Linked DNA regions of Mus musculus: region 1 is linked to region 2. Evidence: chromatin contacts called from public promoter capture Hi-C data. All regions are on one chromosome and are shown on one strand. The core of a region is the stretch at or near the end of the contact, and the rest is flanking DNA. Distances in the headings are between cores, read along the strand shown.

What was found. Promoter capture Hi-C pulls out the DNA fragments that hold promoters and counts their contacts.
Region 1: a promoter capture Hi-C map of pre-B cells shows a contact between it and region 2, with 3 times the contacts expected there. The contact joins the promoter of Nmb here to the promoter of Arpin in region 2. A contact is called at or near these places in 3 of 39 promoter capture datasets (liver and pre-B cells), 1 of 115 datasets of contacts at active chromatin or transcription factors (pro-B cells) and 1 of 9 other capture datasets (liver).

Annotation. Positions count from the first base shown.
Region 1 is chr7:80,902,991-80,906,588 of GRCm38.p6, forward strand. Nmb (neuromedin B) reads right to left here and starts at 2,072. Exons shown (of 3, transcript NM_026523.4): 1 at 1,831-2,072; 2 at 1,144-1,316. The coding sequence starts at 1,987.
Region 2 is chr7:79,933,403-79,937,162 of GRCm38.p6, forward strand. Arpin (actin-related protein 2/3 complex inhibitor) reads right to left here and starts at 1,862. Exons shown (of 6, transcript NM_027420.4): 1 at 1,751-1,862. The coding sequence starts at 1,842. Gm31966 (a long non-coding RNA gene) reads left to right here and starts at 2,037. Exons shown (of 3, transcript XR_391645.4): 1 at 2,037-2,778.

The sequences.
Region 1 (3,598 bases), core at 822-3,321, 970 kb after region 2:
GGGATGTTTGCTGGGACTGGAGGTAGACCTGCTTCTAAGGAATGTCTCTTCTCTGAGCATGTTCACACTGTGCTAAGCATAGTAGGGGTAGGAAGGGCGTCATAGCAAAGTCCTGCCAGAGGCTTGCAGACATGTGGTAGGAACTCCTGCTTCCAAGAGCTTTCTGGTTGCCCAGAACTGGACTGCACGTGATACAAATGATCTCATCTACTGGGAGGTGGGCCTGTTGTTTCTATTTGATGAAGACACATTTCTAAGGTTCCCCTAGCTAGTTAGCTAGGTGTGGCCCCAGCATGCATCCTACCCATCCCACTGCCTTCTGCACACAGCAATGAGTACCAGGGGACACCAGCAGGAGCCAAGAACGGAGGAGCTGCCACACCACCTGGCAGCACCACAAGGCCTTGAGCACCACAGGTCAATGCTTTACAACCAGCAGTGAGTCAAGCCCACTTCCACCAGGGGGACACCGACACTCATGTCCGAAGGCTTTGGTTTTTGTTTTTCCCAAACTCCTGATCTCAAACCATCCTCCTGCCTCAACCTATGAGGCATTTGGGACTGCAGGCAAGTGCATTGTTCTTGGTCTGCAGGGAATCTTGGTTATCACAACTTGGTGAGAAGGGAATGTGCTACTGGCCTCTGGCGGGTAGAGACCAGGGATGTGCTAAGCATCTCAAATGCAAAGGACAGCCCTGCAGAGCCTTTACTGTCAGGAACACTGGCATTGGGAAGTGGATGGGAGACTGGAAAGCAGGCTGGTTCTGAGGTGTCACCACTGGTCACTTCCCTTCCACCTCAAGGCCGTAGGGATCACAGCTTGGGACACAAGCACAGCCTGGCATGGCAAAGGTGGGCTTGGCTAATGACAGCTGGGGTGGACAAGGCTGTGTGGCCTGGAGAACACTCTATTTAAGAGCTAGAATACTCCTAGTCTGCGACGTCAGACTGGGGATGGGCAAGGAGGAACTTTTTCCCCCATGTAGTCTGGCTGCTGCGTCATTTTCCAGTCTTTGGGATATTCCCCCTTTGAGCCCTGGGACCTTGGCTTTCTGGAATCCATTACCGTCTGGCTAGGCAGTCCCACCCTGAAGACATGCTGGGCAGCAATTCTTCCATGCTGGTACTGGGGAGGGGGCTTACCTGGATTGGGGGAGCTGGGCCACTGAAGTTCATGCCTAGAGCTTTCTTTCGCAGGAGGATCCTGAGCAGATCATGACTCAGCTGTAGTCTCTGGTCCCTCGGGGTGTTAGGGGGTGCTGTCCCCACCAGTGACAGGCTCGGGGGTTCCAGGCTCTTCTTGCCCATGAAGTGACCTAAGAAAGGAGGTGCCAAGGTACATGGGAGCTCAAGATGAGGACCCCATCACCACAGCAAGCTCTGGTCTAGTCGACCTTTCGGCTCTCACAGAGGGAAGACAAGAAACATTATCCTCAGAAGCCACAGATCTCTGGGTGGAGGCAAAGCTGACATCCTGAGCTTTTCCTGACCCGCTGGAGGATAGAAGACGGGTAGATAGCCCAGGACCAGGGAGACTACCTGCCAGGGAAGGAAGTGGAGAAGGTGCCTCTAAATGGATGCAGAGAAGACATGAGGTGAGAAGACTTGTCAGTCTGCCTAACCGACTGGTAACCGGATCTAATCTCTGTCTTAAACTTTCTGAGTGGGTTATCTTAGCCATGTCTAGGGTCTCAAGATTCCCATCTGTTAAACTTGATGAGCCCCCCGCGACTGCAGGAGCTCCGCTACCAAGAGCCTCCAAAGTGTTGAAAAGGAAACTGAGGACCAAGGAGAATGAGGCATGCTTATAGGGGGTCCCCTAACACTTACCGGTCGCCCAGAGGTTGCCCCGAGGGTGCACTCGAATCTTGCTTGCTCGGCTGCGGGGCTCCGGGAGATCCCAGTTGAAGGGAGCGACGCCGGAAGCGAACAATGCGAAGAGCAGGAGACCACGGAGGAGCCAAGAGCTCCCTGCTTGCCGGGTCATGGCTGTGCCAAACAGGCTCTTCTCTGGCACTCTCAGGATACTAGTTCTCGAAGCCCGCCTTCCAGCCTTTTAAACTACAGTCGGGAGCGGAGCCTGCCTGAGGAGCGGAGCTCGCTCCGCCCCAGAGCCCCGCCCCGCAGGCTCCGCCCACACAGCCTTGCATCCCGGTTTCTCCTAGAAACCCACCACACTCGCGTGCTTATGGCATCGTCCCCAGCAAAGGTGGTTCCCAAGGCCACCAACACAGCTTTCTGTGTTTCCATCAAGTTGTTACTTCAGCCCTCAAAGCTTCTCCTTAAAGCTAAAGCAGAACAAGAAGCCCTGCTTTTGGCAGTCTATGTGTTTGGCATCATCCCGCAGAGGAACTCAAGAATCCTGTCACCTCCTGTCTCAAACCATCTGAGCCTTGTTTGCCCTGCTTTGTGCTCACAAATGGCACACACTGGATAACCTGGACAAGTTCTGTGCCCAGAACGGGGACAGAATTATGGGGAAGGGAGTGAGGAGCTGCCTCCTAGTAGTGGTACCCTTTAAAGGGCCTGGCTTATCATACTGTAGGTCAGATCAGTGGAAAGATTGCTGGGCCAGATGACTTCTCTAGTGTAAAACGGAAATAACCATACTACTTGTGGAGAAGCAGAACTCTGCCTTCCAGAGCTGTTCTTATTGGTCTTGGAAAGTATCTTCAGTCATCAGTGGCATCCCTGAATGATCAGGGGCAGATATGTGCTCCGACCCAGCATTGTGGGAGGGGCAGGAGGGGACACCAATTTCCTGTTCACAAGAGTTCACTTACTCATTAGAAACTAAGTCAAGGAGTGACTGATGGAATAGAGTATTAGGTCTTGGACCCTTTACTGCATCATTTGTGCTGCCTAGCATAATCTTTTTATTTTGTTTGGGACATGAGCTATGTAGCTCTCTGTCCTGGAACTCCTACATAGAACAGATTGAGTTGAACTTATAGCAAGCCTCCTGTCTCAGGTTCCTAAGTACCAGATTATAGATGTGAGCCACTCTACTTGGTTTGCTGTCTTTACTGGGTCAGTTCTTACCTTCTGCTTTGTTTGAGACAGGGTGTCCTTCTTTCTGCTGTCTGTCATATAGTCCAGTTTAGCAGGCCCACAGATTCTGGGTTATTCTCCCATCCATCTCTCTCATCTCACCACAGGAACACTGATTGCATGTATGTGTCAGTACATACAGTTTGTCATGTGGGTTCTACCAATCTGAACTTAGCTCAGCCTTGTGGCTGCAAGTGCTTTTATCCACTTCGTCATCTCCCCAGCCTACACCTTACTTTTTGAGGCGGGGTCTCTTGCTGAAACTGGAGCTCATTGACTCAAACCTGGCTGGGCAGCAAGCCTAGGGACCCTCCTCTCTCCACCTGCCTAGCGCTGGGATTTTAGGTGCTGGCCCACACCCCTGGCTTTGCGTTTGGTGCTGGGAATCTGAACTCAGTACTCATACTTGCACGGCAAGCACTGCCTAAGCTTAGCCTTCATCCCCCAGGCCCAGGGAAGTTTTCTGAGGCCGTGTTACTGAGGTTCTGGAGTGTGGCACACGGGACAGTGACAGTCCATTTCTGGCCCTGGCTTTTCCCTTCAGTCT
Region 2 (3,760 bases), core at 612-3,111:
ACTGTTGCTGTCTTCAGACATTCCAGAAGAGGGCATCAGATCTCATCACAGGTGGTTGTGAGCCACCATATGGTTGCTGGGATTTGAACTCAGGACCTTCAGAAGAGCAGTCAGTGCTCTTAACTGCTGAGCCATCTCTCCAGCGCCCCTCTCCCCCTTTTTTTAAAGACAAGATTTCCCTATGTATCTCTAGCTGTCCTGGAACTCACTAAGTAAACCAAACTGCTTTGAACTCAGAGACCAACCTGCCTCTGCCTTCCAAGTACTGGGATTAAGGTTGTGAGCCACCACACCTGGGTGCTTTTATTATTTTTTATTTATGTGGAAGTATGTGTGACTGTGTGAGTATAAGCATGTATACTGGTGTGTACTGGTGCCTGTGGAGTCCAGAGAAGGAACCAAATCCCCAACAGCTGGACTTACAAGCAGTTTTGAGTCCCCTGCTGCGGGTGCCAAGAATGGAACCCAGGTCCTCTGGTGAGACGTGGCTTTGCCCACTTTAAAGAACCTCCATGCTCCTGTTCCCATTCATACCTACATGGTCATCAAGGAGATGGCTATTGTCACCAGACAGCTGGAAATTAGAGACTCTGAGATGTGGGAATTAGCCCAAAATCACGGCATCCCACACAGAGTGGAACCAGAACCAGAACTGGCTCCTTATCATTCTATAAAAGGGGAACCTGGGACCTGGGGACCTGGGGACTTTCCACTTTGAAACCATTAACCTGGGGAAAAGGGTGGGTCTAAGAAGACAGACTGTGGAAGAGGGCTGGGTCAGGATTCCTTGCCTCTAATTACTCTTAAATTATTTCCAAAAATATTTAACTGACAAAGACAGGTTATATCGAAGGCATTTATCAAGAAAACTTGATATGTACACATTGCATAATGACTCACACCACCAAATTTATGTATACATTATATCCTCAGAACTTATTCCCCCTTTGACTGAACCTGCTCCACTGGAGACCTTATGAGTTGGACTTTAGATTCCACTTCCTAGATGACGCGATATTTTGGTTTTCTGGGCCTGGCTTCTTTCATGTAGAATAATTCTTGTTGTTTCTGACTGTAAATGAAATTGTCCATCCTGCTTATTACCCTCCGGATATTCCCACCCTCCCTCTATTGTTCCTGCCACACCACAAACTGGTCACCAGTGATGCAGTGTGACAGATGGCTAGAGTTTAGAGCCCTGGTGTGGGGAAAAGACGGAGGTCAGTGGGAACCCCAGCACCGCCTCTGTAGTTCCATTTGGGAGTCTGGGCATCCCTCCAGTGGATATTCTTGCAGGCGGGAATTTCAAGTTTATCTGTCTTCCCAGCGTGTGTTGGCCAGGGACCTTGGGAAGAGCCAGCTGGATGCCTGGGGTGGTTTTGGCAACCCCAGTTTCTCTCCCCAGTGTCCCCTACACCCCCAACCCCCATCAATCTTTGAGCAGGACTCAGATCTTGAGTTCGACAGAGGCCTCAGGGATGCTCCAGGGAGCCCAGGCCCCAGGGATGCTCCCAGGCCACTACGGCTGGCCATAGTAGGGGCCAGGGCCCCGACTCAGCCAATCCTGGCAGTTCCCTTGCCCAGTCCACATCTGGCTAACAATGTGGGAAGGGGAGGGAAGCACAGCCCACCTCTGGCCAGTAGCGGAGTCCCTGGCCCGGTGGACAGAGTACAACCCACCCCTGGTCAGCCGCGGAAGAAAGTGCAACCCATCTCTGGCCAGCAACCGGATGGACAGAGCACATCCTACCCTTGGTGGGTGGCAGGGTCCCAGGTTCCCGGCAGGCGCGCGCTCTGCACGGCCTTGTTGCGGAGGGCGCTATCCTGGTAGATGCGGCTCATTTTCCCCACGCCGAGGCCCTGTGGCTCCAGGAAGCAACCGGCGCGTAGGGCGGGGCACCTCGGGGACAGGAGCTTGGAGGTCGCTGCAGCACCAGCTTCCCGGGTTAACAGATCCGGGAAGCTAGTCCGAGGCGTTCCCAGTTGGGACTTAAAGGGGCCGAGCCTCATTCCTGACAGCCAGACCTCGTGCAGTAACAGGGGGCTTTTGGAATGACCACTGTCCTTCATGTCCTTATAGACTAAGACAGAAAGATCGAGAGTTCGGTCCCCATCTGTACTATACAGAGATTCTGTCTCAAAACACATCAATATACAAAAAAGCGGCCTTGAAGCTTAGGAAAGTAGATCTTTCTTGGGATCTGTTCTGGTAGGACATTTTCTCAGGGAGCAGGAAGGGAGAAGACGGGACAGCAACGAGGAACCACAGAGCGGTCTCCATGGACTCTGCCCTTTTGGACCTCCCCGTGGTTCCGCAATGGCTTAGGGGAGTTCCCAGAATGTGTGACGGAGTAGGGATAGGTCAGATCTGCAGCAAGGGAAACCTCAATCTCTGCAATCCCAGCAAGTTCCTCAACCTTTAATGAGCCTACGCTTCTTGCTCAGCAAAAATAGAAAGAAACGTGTCTAATGGTTTGTAAAGATAGAACTCTCCCTCTCCTAGTCTCGTGGACATAGCATTCATTACTTTGTCTCACACTTCTCAAGGATTCGGATGGATCGATCGCTTCTCTAGCCCCACAGTGCCCTTTGCTCCAGAGTGTCTGCAAGCCTTTTATTCTCAGCCTGCACCCGGGAATCTCCTCCGACCCGGAAATCATTGGGAAATCGTCTTGTTTTATTGGCTCCTTTGTGCCAAATTCTGGCGCAGGTGGCCACATTCTGTTGTGCCAGGTGTGCCCCTGCCTCAGCCACAATGAAGATACCCGAGAGTCCAGGGTGAGTTGTTAGCTTTGGAAGGAGCTCTCTCTCCCACATAGTATCACCACAGAATGGTCTCAGACACTTTATTTTTAAGGGTCCTTCCTCTTTTAACAAAATATAAATATTTTTAAGACATTATTTTATGTATCTCAGGCTGGCTTTGAACTCGCTATGTAGCCAAGGATAACTTCAAACCCCTTTCTCCTTACAATACTTCCCCAAGAACCAGGATTACAGGTGTGGGCCACCCACTGCACCTGGATTATTTGGTACTGGGGGTTCAATCCAGGACTTTATGAACGTTAGGCAAACAGTCTTCTCAAGCCACATCCTCAGCTCCAAAAATATAGTTTTGTGGATCCCTAAAAATGTAACAGACCCTAGACAGGATGTCTGTGACTAGTCAACCCCAGCCTATGTTGGACCTGTCAGGCAGCTCTGTAATTCCCAGAAAGAAGGACAACAATCCTCTGGGGAGGACTGTCCTCTGTGTCCTCTGGCAAGTCCTAGGCTCATAGGCACCTGACTCCTCTGCCTCCTTCCTCTTCTGTCCCTTTCCTGGGTCACTGCCCCTTCGCACAGGCTCTAAATGTGCAATGCCCTCTGTGGACGCTATACGTAGCTACTTAAATTGTATTTTAACAGTGCCGAAAATAGAACCCAGGGTGTTTGTGAACACCAGACAAGTGTTCAACCAGGGAGCTGCATACCCAGTCTAAACCATAGATGATAGAATCTAAATAATATAGAAAAAGGGCTTCTCCTTTGCTGGTCACAGGGCTCCACGCCTGTAATCCCAGTGCTTACAAGCTTGAACTATATAGTGGGTACCAGGCTAGCAGGGCTACATTGTGAGAGTCTGCCTCAAAATTCCCAAACAATAATAAAAGTAAATTTGCACATTAAAATTCACTTCCTCAGCCACTAGTCATGTATGGGGTGGGGGTGGGGGAGTTATTTGTTTGTGTTGATGGTGGTTTCTAGGTTTTGTTTGTTT